Regions from separate parts of the Gossypium raimondii genome. Here region 1 is linked to region 2. The links are chromatin contacts, called in public Hi-C maps. All regions are on one chromosome and are shown on one strand. The core of a region is the stretch at or near the end of the contact, and the rest is flanking DNA. Distances in the headings are between cores, read along the strand shown.

What was found. Hi-C and Micro-C count contacts between places; a contact is called where the count stands out from the background.
Region 1: a contact with region 2 is called in a Hi-C map of leaf, with 2.0 times the contacts expected there. The contact joins the enhancer-like site here to the promoter of LOC105788019 in region 2. A contact is called at or near these places in 2 of 2 Hi-C or Micro-C datasets (both in leaf).

The regions. Positions count from the first base shown.
Region 1 is chr2:11,161,006-11,166,834 of ASM2569854v1, forward strand. No RefSeq gene overlaps it. Among protein-coding and RNA genes, the nearest start is that of LOC128033814, 6.0 kb to the left of the region's middle. Within about 2 kb of position 3,661, the one cell type or tissue checked has open chromatin away from gene starts, as enhancers often do. A contact at or near this core is called in leaf, where this site is marked.
Region 2 is chr2:11,079,719-11,084,847 of ASM2569854v1, forward strand. It overlaps LOC105788019 (NADP-dependent malic enzyme), which reads right to left and starts at 1,720. Exons shown (of 20, transcript XM_012614689.2): 1 at 1,472-1,720; 2 at 973-1,256; 3 at 273-393; 4 at 95-169. The coding sequence starts at 1,501.

The DNA.
Region 1 (5,829 bases), core at 2,411-4,910, 83 kb after region 2:
ACAACTTGCTTCTTCTTTGGTTGATTTTAGTCTAATCATCAATCAAAACGTCTTATAAAAAATTATCACTATTTCAGTGCAAGTTGGCAAGTTGGCAACTTGCAGGGTAAGGGCTCACATTTATAAGCTCGCCTAACATAGCTCGTACTTTTTAAGACTCCGCAGCTTTGATGAGCTCTCACTATTGAAGAGCTCACAGTCTTGGTGAGCTCACAGATTTGGGGAGCTTGCACATTTGATGAGCTTGCAGTCTTGTGATCCGGGTTTGCCATAACATGGATGGTCACTTCGCAATAGAGCTAATGCTCGGGCTACCTTCAACCAAGTGTAGTAGCCTTTTTCTACATTTAGAATAGCTCCAGTAGGGTGGAAGAGTCTAAATGGTCGCTGACTTAAGTGTAAAGTGGATAGTACCATTTCAAAAGAAGCAAACTCGATAAATATTGGTGTTATTTTACAAGATAACACTGGAACCACGTCTGGTGGTTTTGATGTTTCTATGGAACCATATCTGGTTGAAATCATGACAATATAGGTGTCACTTTAGTGGTTATGCACTTTGAATTTCGACATGGTAAACCAATTGCAAAGAAGTAGTTCATGCTTTTCTCGATGCCCCGATTGCAAAGAAGTAGTTCATGCTTTTCTCGATGCCTGAGAAGTGTATTTCAAAATTTAGTAATATTGTTAATGGTTATTTGTGATTTAAAATCTTAATTTTAATGTTTTCCCTTCCATTATATACAACGAGATGCTACTAAAGTGACTCAATATCTTACTCAAATGACTTTATATTGTACAACTAGTTTTTATTGGTAATCCTCCTTTTCTATATATAATTTTAAGTTTTGCTAATTCTTCTATTTCTTCTTATGATAATGAGGATTTAGGACGGAATATATTGGGTAAGCTTATATGTTTTAGTGTAGTATTCCTTTTTCTCGTCGGATTTTTTGGTTGATTCTCCTTTTAGTAATGATTTTTAACTTTAAAAATTATTTATCACAAATATTGATTTATACTTAAACTTTAAATGTATTGTTTTAATCATTTACAGTAAGTAAGATTAATTTAATTTAAAGTTTAAAGTAGAATTTTGTTGTCTAATGGCTTTTAGATTATTGAAATTTATTACTATTTGAGGACATTATTTTATGATAATCATAATTGTTTGAATGGATAGATGAATATTATCTCTACTTATTTTATGTGTAAAAGAAATAGATATCCACCTCAAACTTTTACATCATATGTCAAAAACTAAATTTATGAAGGTTCTTGTACTCATCAAATTGAATTCCAATATATACTAATCATATAATTATTTATAAAAGTATATAAAACTGTTTTAACTTTTACACAATATAAGTGGACCTCTCCTTATAAGCAATAGAAAAGAAAAAGCAAAATGAAATATATTTATCTCAATAAAATCTTATTATATATATATATATTGATATATATCAGTAAACTTCAATGATAAATACAAAATTTTTAAAATTTTGTTTGAAAAAATCTAATAAAATATAATTCAAAATGAAATTAGTCAAAATAATAAAGAATTCATAAAACAAATTTTTATCGTTAAATTTTAAATTTTGATTGTATATTTTCATTTGAATGTTAAATAATTAGATAAGATTTTCAAATGTAAAATTTGAAAAAAAAATGGATATTTATTTTAAATAAATTAATTAACAAATTTTGCATATTATATTTATATTAATATATTTTTATATTGAAATCTATATTTCTATATTATTTATTTTATTATTCTATCTACTATTATATTATATATTATTATAATATTATAATATAATTTATTATTTTATTATTTTATTTAAATTAATATTTCTATTTAATATATTTAGAATTTATTAATAATTTAATAATTTATAATTTCATTTTTTTACTATGATTTCGATTTTATTATTTTCTTTTTCATGACTCGAAACCAGGCCACACTTGGGGCAGTGAACACCCTTAACCATTTGGCTATTACATGGAGTTCCAAATTCTATTTATTTCATTCAAGTTATATTACAGGTTACAGAAATTTGATTGACCCCCTCTATTTTTTTTTTTGGTAACTTATACTTCTAGAATCCTATGTGTCGTTAAAAGAAATTATCCGCATAAGTATCTACATTAGCAAACTATGCCATGCACGCATGTACCTTGTTTATTTAAGTATTCACTTTGTAACTATATTTTCAAGGGAAAAGTTTTAGTGATAGAGTGGTCTAGTTAATATTTTAGAGTGAAATTGTAACTTGGTAAGCGATGTAAATTAAATAACATTTTGTGGTAGTGGATTAATCTCTGGGTAAGGTTTAGTAGACTTAGGAAGTTTCCCAACTACATGGTCCATTTCACAATTTTCACTCTGTTAGTCAGTAATGCAAATTGTAACTAAACATGCAATTAGAAGACAAAATCAATGAACTTTCAACGTAGATTTCTTTTCTAAGTATACAAATTCATATGAATTAGAAGTTTTCAAGGAAAGAGCTGAGATAGCAAAAGCAGGGAATGAGGACGTAACCATAGGAGGAGTTGGCAATCAAGAAACAGACACCAACAATCGAGAGTTACGCAGAAGCTTGAGAAAGAGCAAGGCACCCAAGGCCTTAACCAATTTTGTCTACTTCAAAGGATCCTAAGGATTAAGAATATAAATAATAGAGTATGTAAAACATAAAATTTATTTGTATTCCTTGGATATTTTCCCAACTTCTTAACCTATAGTCTATTCTCCTATTTATTCCTATATTATCTTTTTATGGTTATTGACACATAATATTTTGGTGCTTTCATTGAGATTGGACAATATGGTGAATAACATCGAATCCATAAAAATTTTGCAGGAGACGAGTGCCCTTCACAATTAAATTTTGGTCTCTCTCCAATCTTAAGCGGAGGATCAGAAGCAATGGAATGCGACCACTCAGCGAACCCTTCAGGATGTAGTTCACTAGTTAACGGTGATTTCTACACAGTTGGGAGCTACGACAACCACTTCTTGCAATATTGAAGGTACAGGGGAAATCGTGGTTAACTGGGGGAAGACAAATATGAGAGCTGAATCCAACGTTGTATTTCCCTTCTTACCAACACCGGTTCAAGTGGAGTTATCCCTATTTAACGGGAGGGACCCAGAAGAGTGGCTAGCATCCATGAACAACTTTTTTGAGTTTTACGGCACTGAGGACCACCATCGGGTAACCATGGCATCCTTCAAAATGGACAGAACTGCCAAGAAATGGTTTCTTTGGATGTAGCGACAAAGTCAACTAGCGGGTTGGCACCATTTGGTCGAAGCGATTCAACGGTCATTTGCAGTGATGGAAATCGAATTTCCAGAAGGGAAAATTTCTAAGCTTATCCAAACAACGATAGTGGAAGATTATCAAACACGTTTTGAAAACCTTGTCTTGCACACAACCAACCTATCTGATGAATTCCTTACACAATGTTTTATGTCTGGGCTCCGTTTGAATATCAAAACTGAGGTCTTGGGCTATCGATCCAATTCTATGAATGAAGTACTTGCTTTGGCCCACTTTCATGAAACCAAATTCAACGAAAGACAAAAATATTGGGTCGGGTACCAAGTCTGAAACTACCGCCTCTATTACCAACACCTACCACGTTTCCTACTAGGCCTAAAGCACAATCCAGACGCCCACCTCCATCAGACCATTACACAATCTCTCCCAACCCTATGCAACCCCGCAGGATTTCTACTGTTGAAGCTCAAGCACGACGAGAGAAAGGTTTATGTTATAACTATGATGCTAAATTTGCTCTGGGCCATAAATGTAAGGATCCTTAGTTATTTCTGTTGGATGATGAATTTGAGGATGACCACCTAATTTCGGTGACAAGGACAATGGACAATGATGACAACGAACTAGAAGGTTCTGACAAGACCGTGCGAAAAAATATTTGGTCTCCTTCAATGCCCTCGTAGGCTACTTAACTCCTAATACCCTTCGTGCTACGGGGGAGATTCGAGGCCGTCAGGTACATATTTTGATTAATGACAGTAGTACATATAACTTTGTATAATCCCGAGTAGCAAAACATTTAGGTTTAACGGTGATGGCAACGCTAAATTTTAAGGTTTTTGTTGGTAATAGAGACAAGTTACAGAATGAGGGTTGTATGCGCAATCTAAAATTACGAGTTCAGGGTACTGAATTAATGACAGACTTCTATGTGCTACCATTAGAAGGTACCAAAATGGTTTTAGAGGTTGCTTGGATGGCCACTTTAGGGCCGGTGACTATGGATTTTAATACGCTCCAATTTCAATTCCGTTAAGGGGAAAAGTAACATCGTTGGCAAGGGTAAATAGAGTTGGCATCTCAATCAATATAATCGCAATCCTTACGGCATTTGAAAGACACTAAGGCGGTGATTGCGTATTATTGTTTGCAAATTGATACGGGTCCAGCGACGAAAGGCACAGTCGAACTAAAAGATATGAGAAATCTATTAGTTGAGTTCAAAATGGTTTTTGTTGCTCCACACGGTTTACCCCCTGTTAGAGAAACCGACCATGCTATCCATCTACAACCTATAAGCAAATTGGTTAATGTCAGGCCATACAGATATCTCTATTTTCAGAAAGGGGAAGTCGAACGTCAAGTTCAACACATGTTAGACCACCAATTGATTCGAAAAAGTAATATTACATTTTCTTCTCTAGTGCTGCTAGTAAAGAAGAAGGACGGAACGTGGTGGTTCTGCGTTGACTACCTTAACTTCAACGCAGTCATTATAATACCCCTAACCTGTATCTGTCGCTAGAATAGGGTTATAGAGCATTATCATACAAAACAAAAAAATTAAAATGTACATTTCATACATTGATATAAGATAACACAAATCATTCATTCACATAAATATCATCCCTAAATCAAGCCCTCGAGGCCCTGGAAATACATTTGAAACAATTCTGGAATAAATTGGAAGCATTCGAAAAGTTTAAGAAAAAGTTAAAAAAATTTGACTGTAGGGTCACACGGCTATGTAGCCAGGCCTGTAACAATCGAAATAAGGACATACGGCCGTGTCCCAGCCCGTATCCTCACCCGTGTAGCTCTTTGAGTAGGGTCATATGGCCAAGTCACACGCCTATGTTCCAGGCCGTGTAACTCTCAAAATAGCCCCAAACGTCCGTGTGCTAGGCCTTGTGCTAGGCTGTGTAACTGCCTGACTTGCATACAAAGTGATTCTCATATGACACACGGCCGTGTGTCACACATGGCTAAGACACACACCCTCATATCAAGATGTGTGGACCCAAAATGAACCTTAAACAACAAGTTTACCAATTCAAGCTTACTTGCAACCTAAGTAAACAATTTTCCATCCAAAAGACCTATTCAAAGTGACCAAAATCAAGCCAAAAACATGCTAAATCATCCTTCTAACATTCAACCAATATGCCATTCATAGGCACCTCAAACACATGCAAATAAAATTTACTTAAACAAGCCAAAACCTACTACAAATTCAAGTATCATATCACATTCTATACTAAGCTTATAAACACAACACAATTGAACATTCACTTAGCACCAAAATACCTTATACATCTACTATTAAAAGTGTTGCAAAAGGACTTATCTAGCCATGTATTATAAGTCCAATACTATTTGTTAACATCAAGCATAAACATACCAACTTTAACATTTAGATATTCACTAAAAAGTCATAATTCAAGGACCTATCCTATAACATGCCACTTAACCATCTACTAATAGGTACCAAAAATGGCTATCGAGATGATGATGATAGTGTCAGCTTCCGATTCGATCC
Region 2 (5,129 bases), core at 470-2,969:
GGCCCTCCAAATCCATGGGGTTAGTCAAACACATACCGATGTCCAAAAGACGTACAACTTAACAGGCAAAATCAAAATGGACTGAAAAAGGAACCTGCAAATCCATCATGGCCATGTATTTCTGCAAAGGAACTTTATACTTTCGGATACTATACATCATTTTCTTCACCTGGTAAATGGTGATAAAACATTCATTAGAATACTGCACAAATCGACAAAATCTAATCCGAACAACTCAAACAAAGGTATGACGTAGAAGCAGGGTAGAAAACCTGTAGGTCTTGAGAAATAACGGTTGGGGGAAGAAGACCACGCAAGTAATGAGCATCTCTCTCTTTCTCGGTGAAGGCAAGGCCTTTGTTGTGGTGAGGATCTCGCAACAAAGAATACCCACTGCAGCAGATGAAGAAGAGTTAGACTAGGGCACTAATGATCAAACATGTCATATGTTCTAGCATTAGAGAAACTCCATTCATCCCAAACAACTAATACAAAGACAAAGGTGGTGACAGAAGAAGAAGAAAACAATATAAAAGCTCCCAAAGAATTGATTACTAAAACTATATATTTATTTTACTCAGACAAGGGAGATGGCTGAATATGCACTAAAAAGTTTCTTTTCTTTTCTTTCTAATTCCTCAATTACAAAATTTCAGCAACAAAGCAAAGATCTAGCATTGAAGATAAAACACAGTCATAGATTCCACCACATAAGCACCAAAAAGAAAATCATAAATAAACACAAACTATTATAATATAAACCATACAATAAAATAAGATCCAGCACTAAAAAAGGGGCTTAGTTTAGTGGGTCCAACAAACCATACAAAAACAATGATATTAGATCTCACAAACAAGTATAAAAATGTCAAACCATCATGACATAGCAAGCAAACCTATTAAGCTCATAAGGAAGAAAATGAAAATTAGACAAAAATAGTTATTATGAAAGGAAAAATAATAGAATCTTACCTAGCAACAGAGACAGACCAAGGGGTGACAAGCTGATCCTCTGTGGCGGCGTCATCATAGTAGACTTCACGATCACCGCCGGCAACGGTGAGATTGATGTCCACGTCAGCAGCAGAAGAAGTGCCATCTTGTGTTATTTCTTTGAATGCATTGTTGTTCTCAATCAGAACGCTGGCGTTTGTATCGCTGTTGGGACCTAAAGCCGTCGCTTTGACCGAAGCTGGCGGCAGCTTATTCAACTTGTAAGAGAAAAGGCTTGACGACCCAGAAATGCCGCTGTTGTTCTGTTTCAAAACAGACAGTAACAATATTAAATTGAAAACAAAAAGCAGACCTTTGAGATCTTTAATGGTATAAAAAGGACCTTGAAATACCAAAAAGAAAAAAGGGGAAAAAGAAGGGAAAGAGATTTAATCTCTTAGTTTCGATTTAGAATTAAATTCTAGGAAATGGGTAGTCAAGAAATAGTGAGAGTAACAATGGGTTGATTTGAAATTACCAGAAAACAGCTTCTATGCAAGGAGATCATGGTGACAGAAAATGCGAAAGACCAAGGCTAGAGCTTTGCTTGAGCAGCCTTTGGATATCTCTCTCTTTCTCTCTCTCTCTCTCGGTCTTTGAATGAGCAAAGAAAGAAAGGAGAACTTGTTGAGATATGTGTGTATATAATATAATAATACAAATATATAGCTTTTGTTGTATTGTTTATATATTAATATGTGAAAAGGGAGAGATAAAAGAGAGGCGGAAGGGAACAGCAGAGAAAAGGAAGAAAAGCCTGGAAAACGTTTCCACTTTTGTTTTTCCCTCACAACCTCCGTTAGTCTGCAGCAAATGACATGTGGGTAACTCATTTTGCCCATTTATTACGAAAGTACCACCATCAAGTGGAATGAACCTAATAAATTGTGGACCCCACTTGCTAAGCTTTTTAAGTTGGAACAAAAGGAAAGGGTTTGTGTGTATGATCTGAGTTTGGTTTTTGCGGTTGTGTCTGCCGTGGCTGGTGCGGGAAATTCCATATTTGGTTTGCTGGGTTTTTTCTTTTAAATAATACTAAAAATTTAATTAAATACTAAAATATAGTGGGAAATAAATTAATTATAAAAATAGGTGTTTGTTATTTTATTTTTTGGTGACTCAACATTACGTTTACTTTTTGTTCAATATGTTATAATCATATATTTTTAAAAAATAATATTTTTTTGTCGCTTGACACAGTGGCAGAATTAGTATGTATTTTTAAAATATTATATTTTCATAGGTATTATAGTGGATAAAAAATATGAAAAAAATATTTTTATTGGTTTTGTCTGATACACTGGCGACACTGCTTTGAATTTTTTTTTAAAAGTCTGTGAAGAAAAGTTGATAAAAAAAGGAAAAGGTGCATCAAGATTTGGAATAACGACATTGATTAGAATGTTTTGAGGGTTGACTTAATATTCGCCTTGGTTGAGTGATGACGCCCGAAAACCCACACATTTTCATTTGCCATGTGGGGAGTGCACCATCACCTTAGAAGATGTTGCACTGCAACTCGAGCTCCCATTGGATGGTGGTTGTAGTCACAGGTTCAAGTAAAGTGATCGAACCTGCGTCGCTTTGCTATCAATTGCTTGGACGATCGATGGGTGATGGTGGTGCTAAGTTTACCAGTTTGAGATTTTCCTGGTTAAAACAAAATATCAAAACCTTATCGAGTAGTGCCTCTAAGTGGGAGAATATGTGCGCTGCTCGAGCGTATATAATGGAGGTGATAGGGGCACTCATGCCAAACACAAATAATAATAAAGTCCACCTAATGTACTCGCCTCTATTGGCTAATTTTCAAATTGCTCATTCGTATAGTTGGGGTTCAACAGTATTAGCAACGTTGTACCTTGAGCTTTGTCGGGTGACAAAGCACGATACATAAGATATAGGAAGGTGCCTAATATTGCCGTAGTCCTGAGCATTGTCAAAGATGCTATTTCTAGCATCATTGAGTCACCAACAATATATTTTCTCACTTGTAAATAAGTAAAAAAAATTAAAAATTCGATTAAGAATTATTTTTAATGAAAATGTTATCTAGCAAGTTTGCTTTCTTTTCAGATGGTGTACTTGTTTGAGGATTGGGAAGTCTGAAACCCTCATTGTCTACAGACAAATGATTGAGGCATACACCGGAGAGAAGATAATTTTTAAAAAAAAATAAAATTATATTCATGTAAGGTAATTGTTTTAGTTATGTAATTTTACTCATGTCACTATAACAATATTATTAATTGTGTAATTTGTTAGGAAATGTGCACATATTGTAATAAACATGTAATTGTTTTTCTATATATTTGAACGATGAATAAATAAATAAAGTTAAATTCACATTTCACTATTATGTCTTTTTATTTTTATCTTTCATGTTTTGCATGCATAGCGAAATTGTGACAAGTAAATATTAGCTCGTTGATTGTCTAAGTTTAAACTGATGATAAGTGACACTGTAAGAATATTTACATTATGAGAAAGACAACTTACTTCAGTAGATAATTTAAACTAGTCTGTAATCCCGTAAAAGAATCAAAGTAAGCATTTGATTCAAATACTTAAAAAGATTATTATGTTATCTACAATTCCAATTGGGGAGATGACTAGTCTTGACCATCGAAGCAGTTGACTCTACGAGTAGAGACATAGATGTATTTATTGGAAGAATGATACATTGGACTGGACCCAAGATGAATTAATTTTGAATTCGTTTATGAATTCACTTGTGACATTCATGGTGTGATTTACCTAAATCTTGAGTTAGTCACTGACCATGTGTAAGTAACTCATGTGCTTTGATATAAGTGAAGACTTATACTCTAAAGATGATTGAGCTCATAGCTGGTATGTTGGGTATATGATTTGTGTATGGCATGGATTTATTAGCAACAATGTAATTCATAAGTCGATTAAAGAGTTAACGATATCCTCTCATTGACATTGTGTGGATTGATAAATATGAAACGTGGCCACAGGTTGCTTATTCTCGAATGAGCAATTTATCACAATCATTTGACAGTGATCATATTAATCATTAAGAAGATACAATAGTAACAATGAGATAAAATAGAACTTTATTGAATGAACAAAGTTAACTCAAAGGAATCAAGGATATCATTTGAGGGTAACACACACATGACGAGGTCATTGAAAAAAGTAGTTGAATGAATTGCTTTCGTAAAAAGTATACAATAATGAGTTTTTAATCATGGTACTTCTTGTGGACTGACTCCATAATTAAGTAAATTGCGAATTATTGGAACGATATTTCTGGACATAATTGCAATTTATTTAGCCTAATTGTATATGCCCGATTGGTCCATCCACCAGATCAACAAAAGATCAATTGAATTGCATTTGAATCAAAAGTAAATTCTACGACTTTAGAAATAATTTAATTGAGTCGACTTATTTGATGTGGAATTAAATTAGACAGTTGTGAGAATTGTTCAATTAGAGAATTTGATTAAAAAAATTTCTTGAAAAATTAATTTGGAAAATCTTAGTGATTTTTGGGAAAATTAATTTTGATAAAAAATAAATTAATCAAATTAATTAAAATTAATATGATATTTTTGGAAATTATTTTTCAAGTCGGACAATTAATACAATGTATAATTAAACTTGAAAATTGGACTTTAGATCGAAAATTAGGTTCGAGAACCCAAAACCGGACTAAGACCCAAAATTGATAAAACTAGGCCCGTTATGTGAAATCAAGCCAACACTTGCTCGAACTGGACAGACTCGGAGTGTTGTGAGAGTGTTGCACTTGCACCACTGAGCATGGCAGTGTCGACGGAGGCATTTCGATGGCCGACGGATGGACGAGGGTGGTGGTTCTTCGGTGGTTGAGTAGTGAAAGAATTACACTCCTATTAGGACTCTACCAAATAATTTGATTTTACATTAACTATTCTAAAAATAATATTGTTTTAATAAATTTAATATTTAATTTAATTTAATATTTATCTTGTAGATAAATATTCTGTAAATTTAATAAGATTTAATATTTATCTTGATAAGCATTATATTAATTTAATATTAAAGTGATTAAGTTTAATCATAGTTGATCTCCCTTTATAAAGAGAGCCATGAGTCATTATTTTTCACACACTTGAATTCAA